Linked DNA regions of Mus musculus: all the other regions are linked to region 2. A link is a contact called in public Hi-C and promoter capture Hi-C data. All regions are on one chromosome and are shown on one strand. The core of a region is the stretch at or near the end of the contact, and the rest is flanking DNA. Distances in the headings are between cores, read along the strand shown.

Region 1 (4,119 bases), core at 1,171-3,670, 2.1 Mb before region 2:
AGTCAGCAATGCCCACAGACAGCACACGGCCTCCTTCCTCCCCTCTCAGCCCCACCCACCAAAGTATCTCACGGAAGGGAAGAGGGCCACCACTGACCGATTTAAGCCTGGTCACCTTGGAGGCCAGGCTGTCAGCCATCCGCTTGTTCTCTCTGTCCAGAATGTCCTCCACAGCACCAGAGCTCTGAGCTGTGAGAGAAAGAGGCGGAAGGATAGCATTCCCTCAGACATGTGGTCCCTGATTCCTCACTCCAGTGGAGACATCTAAGCGCATTCCCCCATATACTTCTGCTAACTTAGCACGTCCCACCCTATGCTCCAACAGGCTGACCACCTACACATCAGACATGTAGCATGGGTCGTGTGAGAACCTGTGTGCATGCCCAGGCAAGGACGGGCTGGGGAGCCTGAAGATCCAATCAATCTACATACACGACCCTGCTGTATACTGTTCCTGAACCGAAGTGAATATTGCCTTAGCTGAAATTGTCATCTGAGGGTGTGGGGCCGGTCTCAAAGGGAAACAGTACTTTCTGATAGGGACCATAGGGAAAACAGAACAGCCGGTGGCACAGCAGGTGACAGGAAGGCTGTGTGGGGAGGACTTGGAAATCAGATCCAAGGTAAGTGTAAGAAAGTCCTTCTACTGTAGAAACTACCTCGCCCTATGTCTGCAACCCACACAGAATCTCTGGAATGCCCAGAGCACTGTGCTCGTGGAAACCTAACTCCGATGGACAGGGACAGGTAGTTGAGAATCACCCCCCTAAGTGTGACTAGCACCGATCTGAAGCATAAAAACCACCCACCCAGCCTCGATGTGACCCACCTAAGGGGAAGGCCAGCAGCACCAGCAAACAAGTGCGACCAGACTCTGAAAGACAGACGGCTGTGTCCTACCGACCACTGCATAGTCATCGTTGTGGGCGAAGCATCAGTATCACAACTGTCACACTGAACACAGGCACGGGGGCGGGGAATGTGTGTGAACCGAGGCACTCAGGCCCCTCATTAGTAAAACCCTGCTTGGACCCTCTGCTTCCAGCTCTTGGCATCAACCACACACAAAACTGATGGCATGCCGGCTTGGGTTCCAAGGCAGCGCCAGGCGAAATCCGGCCCTGTTTTTCCAGGGATACGTAAGCGCCACCCCACGCAGGTCCTTCCACCGAGAAACGAGCGATGTCTCCAGCTCCAGACTTAGACTTCCCCTCCTACCTCTACTGCCTTTCAAGTGCTCTCACCTCGAGTCCAATCTGCCATCGCGCCCTCCAGGGTCCCACTCAGGGAATTCGCAGCACAGCAACGGACGTGGCACCAGTACCCGGGTCTTCCGGTTCCGCCTCCGGGCTAATAACTTCCGGGAGAAGGTTCTGAAGCGGAAGAAACAGACCTGGAGTGCTTCTCGGGAATGTAAATAAGGGAAGGGCGGGCCACCAGCATTCGGACCCACGGATTGGTCAGCAATATTAGTCCTGCGCTGTGGGTGTTACTCGGAGCAGGTGTTCAGACCCAAATTTGGAGCAGAGGCTAGGAACCAGCTCAGTAAATCAGTCGGATGCCTCTGGCGCTGCTAAATCCAACTGGATGGGGAGGACAGGCAGACCCGAAAGAGACTGGTGAAGGAGACGGCCGGGGCCTGCCACTGAGTAGGGGCAGAGCCGGTTAGCACGGCGGGTGACATCATCCACTGGAGCACTGTTTGTATGTGTCACTGTGGGGCACCGACTCAGCTAAGTGGCGTGCGGACCTGGCTCCCCGCTACACAGCGCTCCTACGCTTCTAACCTCAGACACGCCTCGGCTGGCCGCCCCTCCGTTGCTCCTCTCGCGGGAGTGGCTTTTCCACGGGTGTTCTTCACTTCCTTCTCTGCAATTTTCTTGAGAATAACCGTATTACTTTGGTGGCTATTCTTTTTAGATAGGTCTGCTAGTTTCTGCCTCTCGAGTGCTGGGATTTAAGAAGGCGTGCGTCACTATGCCCGGCTAACCACGTGCATTATTTTGACCATCCAAGTCGTTGTACTTCTCTTTCCCTATTCCCTATGGAAGATGAGCTCCAAGGCCTGGATCGCGAGAATCGTCTTCCCCAACTGATTAAGCGGCCAGGAGCCGGCGCTCCCTTTTTTATCACAGTACGGGGACAAGAGCGTAAAGAGGACGGTCCACGCGCGGGCCAAGCCACACCCCACTCCCCACCCTCCCATCCCACCCCACCCCCCGCCTGCCAGGAACTCGGGCTAGAGAGGAGGGCTCAAAAGGAGGACACTGCCTGGCTGGTTAGCTAGCATCGCCGCTCCAAGACTAGCCGCTCAGCGACCACAGCCGGGTTGCTCCACCTTAAGTCGGAGGCGCCTGTACACACCCTTGGGTTCGGCTGCTCTCCCAGCATCCCTCACGCGTGGACGCCGGGCTTCCGGACCTGGGCGGAGCCCCGGGGTTTGGCCGATTGCGTCTTCCCAGCCCAAGCCTTCCAGCACCCGGTGCCAGGGGCCATGGAGCCCCGGGCAGTTGCGGATGCCTTGGAGACCGGAGAGGAAGATGCGGTGACAGAAGCTCTGCGGTCGTTCAACCGGGAGGTGAGAGGCATCCGGCTGCCGAGGAAATTTCAGGAAGAGAGGAAGCAGGGGTGTGCGCGCAACTCGGCTGGGGTGTGCGTGCGAGTGGTGGCAGGGAGCACGGCGGTGGGTGGTGGGCTGGTCCCTCGGGTGGCTCTGTGGTGGCGTGTGGTGGGGCAGGTGTATGGGAGGCTAGGGTGGGCCTTGCCTTAAGGTTCAGAGCGATGGATGCTGCTTCAGAGGTCTGCTCTGACTCGAGGAGCACGGGTCCTACCTGCATGTGGATCTGAGCCTCCTGGGTCTCCCTGCAGCATTCTCAGAGCTTCACCTTCGATGATGCCCAGCAGGAGGACAGGAAGGTAGGTGTCAGCCCCAAGGGCTCCTAGGGCAGGCACGGGCTGACCCCAAGAAGAGGGCCTAGTGGAACCACTTTTGTTCGACCCCACAGAGACTCGCAAAGCTACTGGTCTCCGTCCTGGAGCAGGGCTTGTCACCAAAGCACCGTGTCACCTGGCTGCAGACTATCCGAATCCTATCCCGAGACCGCAGCTGCCTGGACTCATTTGCCAGCCGCCAGAGCTTACATGCACTAGCCTGCTATGCTGACATTACCGTCTCAGAGGAACCCATCCCACAGTCCCCAGACATGGATGTCCTCCTCGAGTCTCTCAAATGCCTGTGTAATCTTGTGCTCAGCAGTCCAACAGCACAGATGCTAGCAGCAGAGGCTCGCCTGGTGGTGAGGCTAGCGGAGCGTGTGGGACTGTACCGCAAGAGGAGCTATCCCCACGAAGTCCAGTTCTTTGACTTGAGGCTCCTTTTCCTGCTAACAGCCCTTCGCACGGATGTGCGCCAGCAACTGTTTCAGGAGCTGCACGGTGTACGCCTGCTGACTGATGCGCTGGAACTAACACTGGGCGTGGCCCCCAAAGAAAACCCTCCGGTGATGCTTCCAGCCCAAGAGACGGAGAGGGCCATGGAGATCCTCAAAGTGCTCTTTAATATCACCTTTGACTCTGTCAAGAGGGAAGTTGATGAGGTAGGTTGGAAGTCTTGGCTGAGACTCAGTTCGGGTGGGACAGTTTGCTTCCCTTTGTACCTCAGCTTGCAGGGTATCAGATATGGCGAGGACTAGAGGATGGTGTAGGCGGGAACTCAGGGAAGGTGCCTGAGCCGCACTGTGCATGGGGTTGCAGGTGGGTATTCTCCACAGTGCTTCAGGTGGCCAAAAGCACCACATGTGCTGTGCACAGCGTCTAGGGATCAACTCCATGTGGCCACAAGAACAGGGGTTCGATCTCACAGGAGCCCCTTTCTGTCTTTGGTTAGGAAGATGCTGCCCTTTACCGGTACCTGGGGACTCTTCTGCGGCACTGCGTGATGGTTGAAGCTGCTGGGGACCGCACAGAGGAGTTCCACGGGTGAGGGGTAGGGCTCACAATGTTGGGGACGGCAAGAGTTCCTAGGTATGGGTACAGAAGTCCTTAACCCTAGTTGTGAATCAGAAGCACTTGGGGGCCCAGGCCCCACCTTTGACTTCATCAGGGGAATGGGGCACCAGT
Region 2 (4,151 bases), core at 161-2,660:
CTCATGCTTGCACTGCAAACACTTCAACTGAGCCCTGTCCCCAGCCTGTGTATTTTGAGGTGGGGGTCTCACTGAGTGTGTTAGGTTAGCCTCTGACTTGCTAATACCTTCCTGCCTCAGCCTCCCAGGTGCTGGCTGTGGGAAGCATGCTCTGCTTTTGTTTTTCAATCAAATATGGCTAGTTCACCGAAGGTCAATACAAACAGACTTCCTCCATCTTGAAACGCCTATGCCTGTTTGCCCAACCCCTGGACATTTCCTGAGATTTGACTCTATCACACCCTTCCCCTCTGTGCCAGTTATGAATTGGTTAATGCCATCAGGTCGGTCATGAGACACATTTGCCACTTGCAGAAGTCCTGTTTGGGGATTAGTCCCAGGAGGACTTTGGGACATGAGGTCTAACCAAACACTAAAGGTTTTTACGTAGCTGGACAGTTACAGGTTAGTACACCCTTACAACCAATGCCATGCCTTATAACCATAGGTCCTTCTCTTTCTGCTCCCCTCAAGACTCCACCCCTCCCCATGCTGCAGTGTAGCCCAGCCTACCCAAAGGGAGGCCTCATGCCTACAAAAATCCAGTTATCTTGGGCCAGGCCAGAGCAACAGCTGGTATAGAAACTGCCCCCCTTCCGGCCTGCCCTTCTTCCTTCCCCCAACACAGCCACTAGGTTACAAGGGTTGCTGACAGATAGGAGGACACAATGATACCTACTGTGTCTGCTGTGGTCTGAGGTCCCCACCCACTGGGGAACCACAGAAGGGAGGAGAGTAAAGAGGAAGGGAGGAGAGGGGAGGTGAAGGGAGGGGAGAAGAGAGGAGAGGAGACGAGGGCAGAGAGGAGAGGAGCTGAGCACCATGGGGCACTGGAATCGAATCAAGATTGCCAAATGCCAGATACTGATCACCAACTTCCTAGTCTTGGTAACATGCATGTGGGGCAGGAGTGGATGGGTGGGCAGGCAGGAGAGGAAATAGTTCACCATGCCCGGGCTTCCAGCACTGTGGTCTTCCCTCCTGCCACACCACAGTCCCTCAGACTGGTTCTGGGTCCCTGGTGGCCACCTTTAGAGGACTGTGAACATCTGTACCTGATGTCCTTGTAGGCAAGGGTCAGTGAAGAGCCTGGGAAAACCTAGGTTGGCTGGTGACTTAAGAGTGTGCAAGGACTACCCGGAAGGGGTGCTGCTTGGGACCCAGAGACTGGGACTGCCAGGTCAGGGACTGCAGACGAGTCTCTGCAGACAGTTTGATATGAGCTCCTGGGTCTTCAGATGGGAGGACACAGCGATACCTACTGTGTCTGCTGTGGTCTGAGGTCCCCACTCACTGGTGAACCACAGAAGGGAGGAGAGTAAAGAGGAAGGGAGGAGAGAGGAAGTGAAGGGAGGGGAGAGGAGAGGAGAGGAGAGGAGCTGAGCACCATGGGGCACTGGCTAGTGTGTTTTCTACTTATCTCTGTGTGTAGTACACTATCTGTGAGTGCCTGCCCACAGAAATATGTAGGCCTCCTGTAGCTGCCTTGTTCCTGTGCACCAAGGAAGCTGGAGGGAGCCAGGCTGGGGGCCTAAGAAGCCCAGACCCTATATTCTGTCAGGGTGAGGGGCCTCTGCAACTCCCCAGCGCTGACAGTGAGCCCACTTCACCCTCAGCTGCTGGGCCTCTCTATGGCCACCATGGTGGTTGTCATTCACTTTGGAGACCACTTTACTGTGATTGGCCATGCATCGTTGGAGAGGAACCCCTATGAAACACTGCGCTATTGGGGTAAGTGAGACCAGAAATGGCTGTGGAGTGGAAGTGAGAGGGCTCCAGGGCCAAACACATCTGGGAGGAACAGACCTTACTCCCCAGCCCTAGGCTGCCCAGAGGAGCTGGCTTTGGCCAAAAACCAGAGGTCAGGAGTAGGGAGAGGCAGCCCCAGTGTCTGGGTTGGACTAACAAAGGTGGGGAGGTTTAGGCGACAGCAGGCACTCCTGCCTTGATTCGCCTGCCCCATAGCAGTGGTGAAGCTGTGGCAGGGCCCAGATCTATGTGTTCAGGGCAGGGATCTCCTGGGGCCCACTCAGGTGGGCCTGTGGGGCTTGGCAGGGAATACCATATACAGAGGGCAGAAAATGTGCAGCTAGGACCCAACCTGCCAGGGTGCCTCACTTCCACAAGAACAAGGCCACTTTAATAAGAGGAATGCAAGGAATCTAGGAAGGTCACCACCCAGTAGGAAAAAGTGGAAAACTGAGGCCCCTGAATGGGGGATGGGTAGCCCCAGTCCCTGCCTTCCAAGGCACTAGGCCTCCCTTAGGCAGGAAGCCTGGGGCCTGGGCCTGCACTGATAAGGTACAGCCTACACTGTCACCTGTCACTAGAGTATGGGGATGTCCTTAAAGATAGTCTGTGAGGCAGGGAGGACAGGAGGAATGGGGGAAAGAGTACTGTCTCTTAGCTACCTTCTCTTCCCCCTTCCTTCTCAGCCTCAGGAGGACAGGCTATTGGGCTATGGACATTCCTTCTTTTGAGCCAGAGATATGTGCCTTTTGGGACCTCCCCGAAGGTCAGTTCTAGCTCTGTGACTCCCAAAGTAGATAGATTTCAGATCCAACCTCTATGCCCAGTCCCCAGGCTAGATTCCATACCCTCTGTCTTTCTCTTCCCACAGCCTTCTATGTGGGGATCAGCCTAGCGGGGCTCCTGAGCCTGGGAGCTGCTCTGAGCACCATAGCCACTGTGAGGGAGGCCCATGGCCTCATGGCTGCGGTAAGTTCCATGTGCTGCCAGACGACCCCGGCTCCCAGACCTCAGACGGGGACAAGAGCTGGAGAGGAATAAGACCAGGGAGCTGCCTGACCCCAGCAGAAGTATCCAGAAAGAAGCAAAGGTCAGGGGATATAGACCAGTGAGTCCCTCCACTTACACAGTCAGGACCTTCCACTTGCTCAATCAGGACCCTCCTACCTGGACCAGTCAAAAAAAAAAAAAAAAAAAAAACCTCTACCTGGGTGCTGCAGGGCCCCTGAAAGAGAGAATTGGCCCTCTCTGCCCTGGGGTTATCTCTAAAAACCCCAGAAGGGCTTGGTTCTGATACCTAGCCAGGTCTGGAGACAGGACTGGGTGAATTCCACTTCTCATTAGAAGACCAAAAGTGACCAGGCAGTCCCTAAAGCTGTTTCTGCAACCTGGGCTTCCTTGTCAGAGATCCACTGTCCTTGCCTAGCCATTGAAGAGACGTTTCACAACCCCAAAGAAGAAAGCTCTTGTTGCTGCCGTATCCAGTTCTCCATATGGGTGCCTCAGTGTGCCCCCACAACCCTCAATGGCTAATCCAGATTCTCCCTCCCAGGGCCCTCCCCATGGCCACCCTGTTCCTGTTTCACCCAGGCTTTCCCAGTCATCTGAATGTGGGCCGTTCCTTCCTGAGACCTTGCTCTCTTACCTACCCTCCCATTCCAGGCATTTCCTGTCCCCCTCCGCCGTCCATCCCAGCGCCCCTGTTTGCAGACCTCCCAAACTCTACCTGTGAGAGACTGGGGGGATCCAGGAGCCCTCAGGAACCTGAGCTTTGCTTCCTGGGTAGACCCAATCTACCCTTTGCAACCTTGTCTTCGTGCTCAGTACATTTGCTGATGACCCGTGGTCTCCAGAACCAGGGGCAGAGTCACATCCTAGAGCCGCTGCAGGGACCAGCCAGTCCTGGGTGGGCCCGGGTGACGGAGTAAGTAGAACCTGGCAGCTCAGACCTCACCAGGCAGGGCAGGGACAAGGCTGGCCATGAATAAGCACTAAACAAAAACAACCGAGATTTAGAGCCCAGATGGAGGCCCTAGTGAAAAGGGCACTGTGGGCTGGTTGGCTGTGATCCCAGAGAATTTGTGCCTTGCTAGAGGGAAGCATGTAGGACAGACAAAATGGAGGCAGGGGCACGCAGAAGGCAGCATGTGAGGCCTGCGCCCAAGTATAACATCGGCCACCAGGGGGCACCAAGGTCAGCGAGAAGACCGTAAAGCTGAAGGCAGTAAACAGGTGGGCCAAGAGGCCCAGCTCCTGCGCAGCTTAGCCCATCTCAGCATTCCCAAGCTCCTCCCATGTCCCGCTTGGCACTTGATTTGTGGGCAAAGGATTTCGGGAGCATTAGAACCCATCCAGGCTTTCCA
Region 3 (3,944 bases), core at 1,255-3,754, 2.0 Mb before region 2:
CACCACCCAGTTCCCCTGGTCCCTTCCTGCCATGCGTGCATCCACGAGAATGAAAAGCATCCCTCCTCCTGGAAACTCTCACCAACTCGGAGGGAGTCAAGAATCCCAACATAATTAACATTTTCTGAAACCTGCCATTTTCGAGAGATCTCACCAGAGACTCTCTGCAAAGCCCAAGCAGTTCCTGGTTTTCCCTCATCAGTGTGGTCTCCATCCAAAGCCCTGCAGTCGCTCTATAGCCTCGGCTATGGAACGAGGAGAGAGAAGAGTTTCTTAGCACCCTGTTAAGCAATGACATTCTAAAAAGCTTCCCCAAATCCTACATAGAGTCACCCCTAAAACACTTAGCAGTGACCCCTCACAAGCCCACACTCCTACTCCTGGGTGTGCTTTATATTTTACCATGGGCACTGTTTCGAATAAGCTCCAACTTCTGCCTGCTATTTTGGGAAATTCTCTTTATGTCAAAAGCACGTTGAGATTTCTAAAAGATTAAAGGAACTCCCCAAACTGGCATGACGTAGAAATAAGCTGACCCCCTTCCCGGCAGCTGCTCTTACTTCCTCTTAAAAACCATACTTCTAATAAAAAAACAAACAAACACCACAGGCCTTCCCCTTGCTGAAGTCGCACAGGGCCTTCACCTGCACCTCTATGGTAGGGATCACTGTGCCACGCCCAGGATTTTAGATAAATTCAAATCATCATGGTGGTTAGGGAAGCAAGGACCCAAATCCTGCAGACACTGGAAGCCCAATCTGACTTTTTGGTGCCAGCCTTGGGTAAGCAGAAGTATCCTTTAGAAGGAACTCCAGGGATGCAAGGCATGTTAGCGGGGTGCCAAGGCACACACAGCCTCCCCCCTAGGAGAGGTGGAACCTAGGAGCTGTGAGGCCAGCAGAACTGTCATGTGGTCCTCCTACAAGAAACCTTCTAGAGTCCCCACCCACTCCAGGTCCCTACATAAGCCTGAGTGTGGGGAAGGAAACAGTGAGGGCAGCAAACTTCACAGCACCCAACTTTTGTGTGCGGGCCAGCTCAGGAGCTTGAAGTCATATCCAAGAGGCCACCACAAAAAGAGGACACATCTTGGCTAGGGATTTCTTTTCCCCTAAAGTAAAGGACTCCGGGTGTCTTTCACTCCTAGGCCGGAGCCTCCTTTGCCCAAAGTTCTGCACCCTTCCTGGGACCCCCGGGAGCACGGCCTCAGCGTTAGATGATCCTCGGATCCCCTCTGCCTGGATCAGGCAAAAACCCACAGGTCGGCTGCTGCCCATATCTGGAGACCAGAAGCCTGACAAGTTAACGACACTTGCTCTCCTCAGACAAAAAGGATGCAAGGTGAGCTCGGTACAGAACCAGAGAACAGTGAGTCACAGCCAGAGTTGCCACCCCGTGCACTTTATTGAATCCACTGTGGACAGATAGGTGAAGGTAACATTTGCATACGCGTAGGGTAAAGGGTCGAGGCTTGAGCCTGGGGGCGGGGCAGGGGCGGGGCAGATGTGGACCGTGGAGCACAGGGCAGCTAGAATCCAGAATGGGGTGTTCTTTGTGCAAAAGACTGAAAGACTACCACAGAGGTGGTAGAGAAAATAATGATGCAGATAATGACCATAAGGATGCTGAAGATCAGGGAGCTGATATTCAGGCACTTGGCAGTGGAGGCGTAGGCCTGGGCTCCAACCACATCGCCCACCATCTTCCTGTCCCTAGACTGAAGGAAATTAGATGTAAGGAGCCCTGGAGCTGGCCAGCTGAGAGCCAGGTGCTCTGGCTCCATTTCCCCAACTGCTCCCTGCCCACTGTCTCACTCCCTCCAGCCGGGAAACCCTCCCCTCTTTTCACACACACACAAACACAAACTATACAGTAAGCTCCAGCATTCGCTGCATACCTCACTTTCCACACAGATTAGGGCCCCAGTCTAAAGGGTGAAGGGGTGGGGAAAGTCTGGCCCCAGAATCCCCAGGCAGTTTCATCCTGTGACTATCAGAAAGTCTCCAACACCAGAGACAGACAGTGCGCGCGCGCGCGCGCGCGCACGCACGCACGCACACACACACACACACACACAAATAGGAAGGGTGCACACACACTTTCTTACAGAAAGGACCCCACACTCACACCTCGGTGCTATCTGAGTAGATGGCGCTTCAGGCTCACACACACCTTCTTACACCATTCCCTCCCACCCCCTCTAGCACACTCACCTTCACAGAGTAGGCATAGGCAACGAAGCCCAGGCAGCAGGCGTTGAAGAAGAGTGTATTGAACAGGGACCAGACCACATGGTCAGGCACCGACACCTCTCTGGGCATGTTGATCACGGTGGTCCTCACAACAGCTGAGTTGCTGGGTTCCCCCAGCTCAGTCACCCCGTACTCCTCTTTGATTGTCTCATAGCTTGGAGGAAGCCCGGCATTGGTGGACAAGAAGGCTTGAGAATTGTGGCTCATGGTACTGACTCTGGAACAATCGCCCCGTCTGGAGGATGGCTGCTGCTATCCTGGTTCTGTAGACCCGCCCTTTCTCTAGCAATTTCCTTTTCCTGTTGGTGGGTTAGTCTCCAGAGGGCCTTACTGTGGGGAATTGGCTGGATACTGAAGTGGGCGGTACTTAGGCCTTGAGTATCAAATTACTTCAGGACTAGTTGACTGTTGAGGTACCTCTGTATAAACTTCCAGGGATCTAGACTTGTCCCAGGGCTAAAACTTGTCTGAAGGTCTCCACCTCCTGCTTACAGTAGGCATACTAGAACTTCTCCCCAGATCTAGTCTCCCCAGCCCCCTGCTCTCACACCCCTGGTACATCCCTAAACCTGGCCTCACAGTGAGGGCCTCCTCTAAAAAACCCCAAGCACACACACCCCTAAACTAATCTGTTGCAGGTGGGGGCTGGGGAGATCTGCAACTCAATGTTTCTTTGGCTGTCAGTTGGGGAAGGAGGAGCCTTCCAGCACAGGGCCTGGATGCTCCTGGCTAGCTAGGGAAGGAAAATTCCAGTCACTTGGCTGCAGCCGGGGAGCTTATGGAAGGCAGATGTTTTCCTACCAGTTGCGAAACAGCCATTGCTAAAATGAAGCCTGTAGGAGTACGGCTACACAGGGAACTCCGAGTCTTTCCCGGCAGAAGCAGTGAGGGAACTGAGCGTCCTAGAAACAAGGGAAGTTCCCTGGTGGTGAAGGACACAAATCGTTTGACACTTGAACCCATTCAGTAACCTCACACCCCCACCCCCAGCACCCAAATTTCATCCCACAGGGCAGAATGGAGCAAGGAGGAGATCAGTGAGTCTAACTACAGAGCCCTTGTTCGCCTCTACTTGTACAACCATCACCATCGATCAGAGCCTCAAAAGCTGGAGCAGGTCACATGTCTGTAATCCCAGCACTTGGGAAAGGTCAGCAGGAGAATCAGTTCAAGGTCCAGCCTGGGCTACATGACAGCTTGTCTTAAATAAATGAATAAAAAGTAGTAAGTAAAAATTTTAAAAAAATGAACGAAAGGGGAACTCAACATTTCTTCTAGAAGAGGCACAATGGGTAACAGGCTCCACATTCTTGCTCATTAGCAAAATGCAGATCAAAGCCCCAGCAGCACACTGCTCATACCCATTAGGAAGCACTGTAGTTTAGAAGCAAAGAAACCACACCACTGATGCTGCAGGCTTTGCAGGCAGTGGGCAGATCGAAGCTACAACCCAGAATCCCACTTCTCGTGTGTAAGAGAATGAACACATGTCTATACGTATCCTGTATGCCTGTATCTCATGTCTACAGCAGCATTCGTAACGACAGGCAACAGACAGAGGTTAGATGTCTATCAACTGGCAAATGAAAAAGGAAAGCTCTGATATATGCTAAACCTGAATAAGCCTTATGAACAGCTCTCAGGTCAGAAGTAGGTGAGCAGCCTCCAGGGGCTAAAGGGAAAGAGGGTGGG

The links. Promoter capture Hi-C pulls out the DNA fragments that hold promoters and counts their contacts. Hi-C and Micro-C count contacts between places; a contact is called where the count stands out from the background.
Region 1: a promoter capture Hi-C map of erythroid cells shows a contact between it and region 2, with 12 times the contacts expected there. The contact joins the promoter of Ric8a here to the promoter of Tspan32 in region 2. A contact is called at or near these places in 1 of 39 promoter capture datasets (erythroid cells), 1 of 484 Hi-C or Micro-C datasets (B cells) and 1 of 9 other capture datasets (liver).
Region 3: a contact with region 2 is called in a Hi-C map of B cells, with 5 read pairs. The contact joins the promoter of Ifitm2 here to the promoter of Tspan32 in region 2.

The regions. Positions count from the first base shown.
Region 1 is chr7:140,854,977-140,859,095 of GRCm38.p6, forward strand. Ric8a (RIC8 guanine nucleotide exchange factor A) reads left to right here and starts at 2,421. Exons shown (of 10, transcript NM_053194.4): 1 at 2,421-2,578; 2 at 2,869-2,916; 3 at 3,006-3,596; 4 at 3,887-3,978. The coding sequence starts at 2,495. It overlaps Bet1l (Bet1 golgi vesicular membrane trafficking protein like), which reads right to left and starts at 1,407. Exons shown (of 4, transcript NM_018742.5): 1 at 1,245-1,407; 2 at 98-189. The coding sequence starts at 1,263.
Region 2 is chr7:143,004,249-143,008,399 of GRCm38.p6, forward strand. It overlaps Tspan32 (tetraspanin 32), which reads left to right and starts at 1,411. Exons shown (of 8, transcript NM_020286.3): 1 at 1,411-1,770; 2 at 2,660-2,757. The coding sequence starts at 1,671.
Region 3 is chr7:140,953,457-140,957,400 of GRCm38.p6, forward strand. Ifitm2 (interferon induced transmembrane protein 2) reads right to left here and starts at 2,505. Exons shown (of 2, transcript NM_030694.1): 1 at 2,214-2,505; 2 at 1,383-1,717. The coding sequence starts at 2,459. The coding sequence ends at 1,529.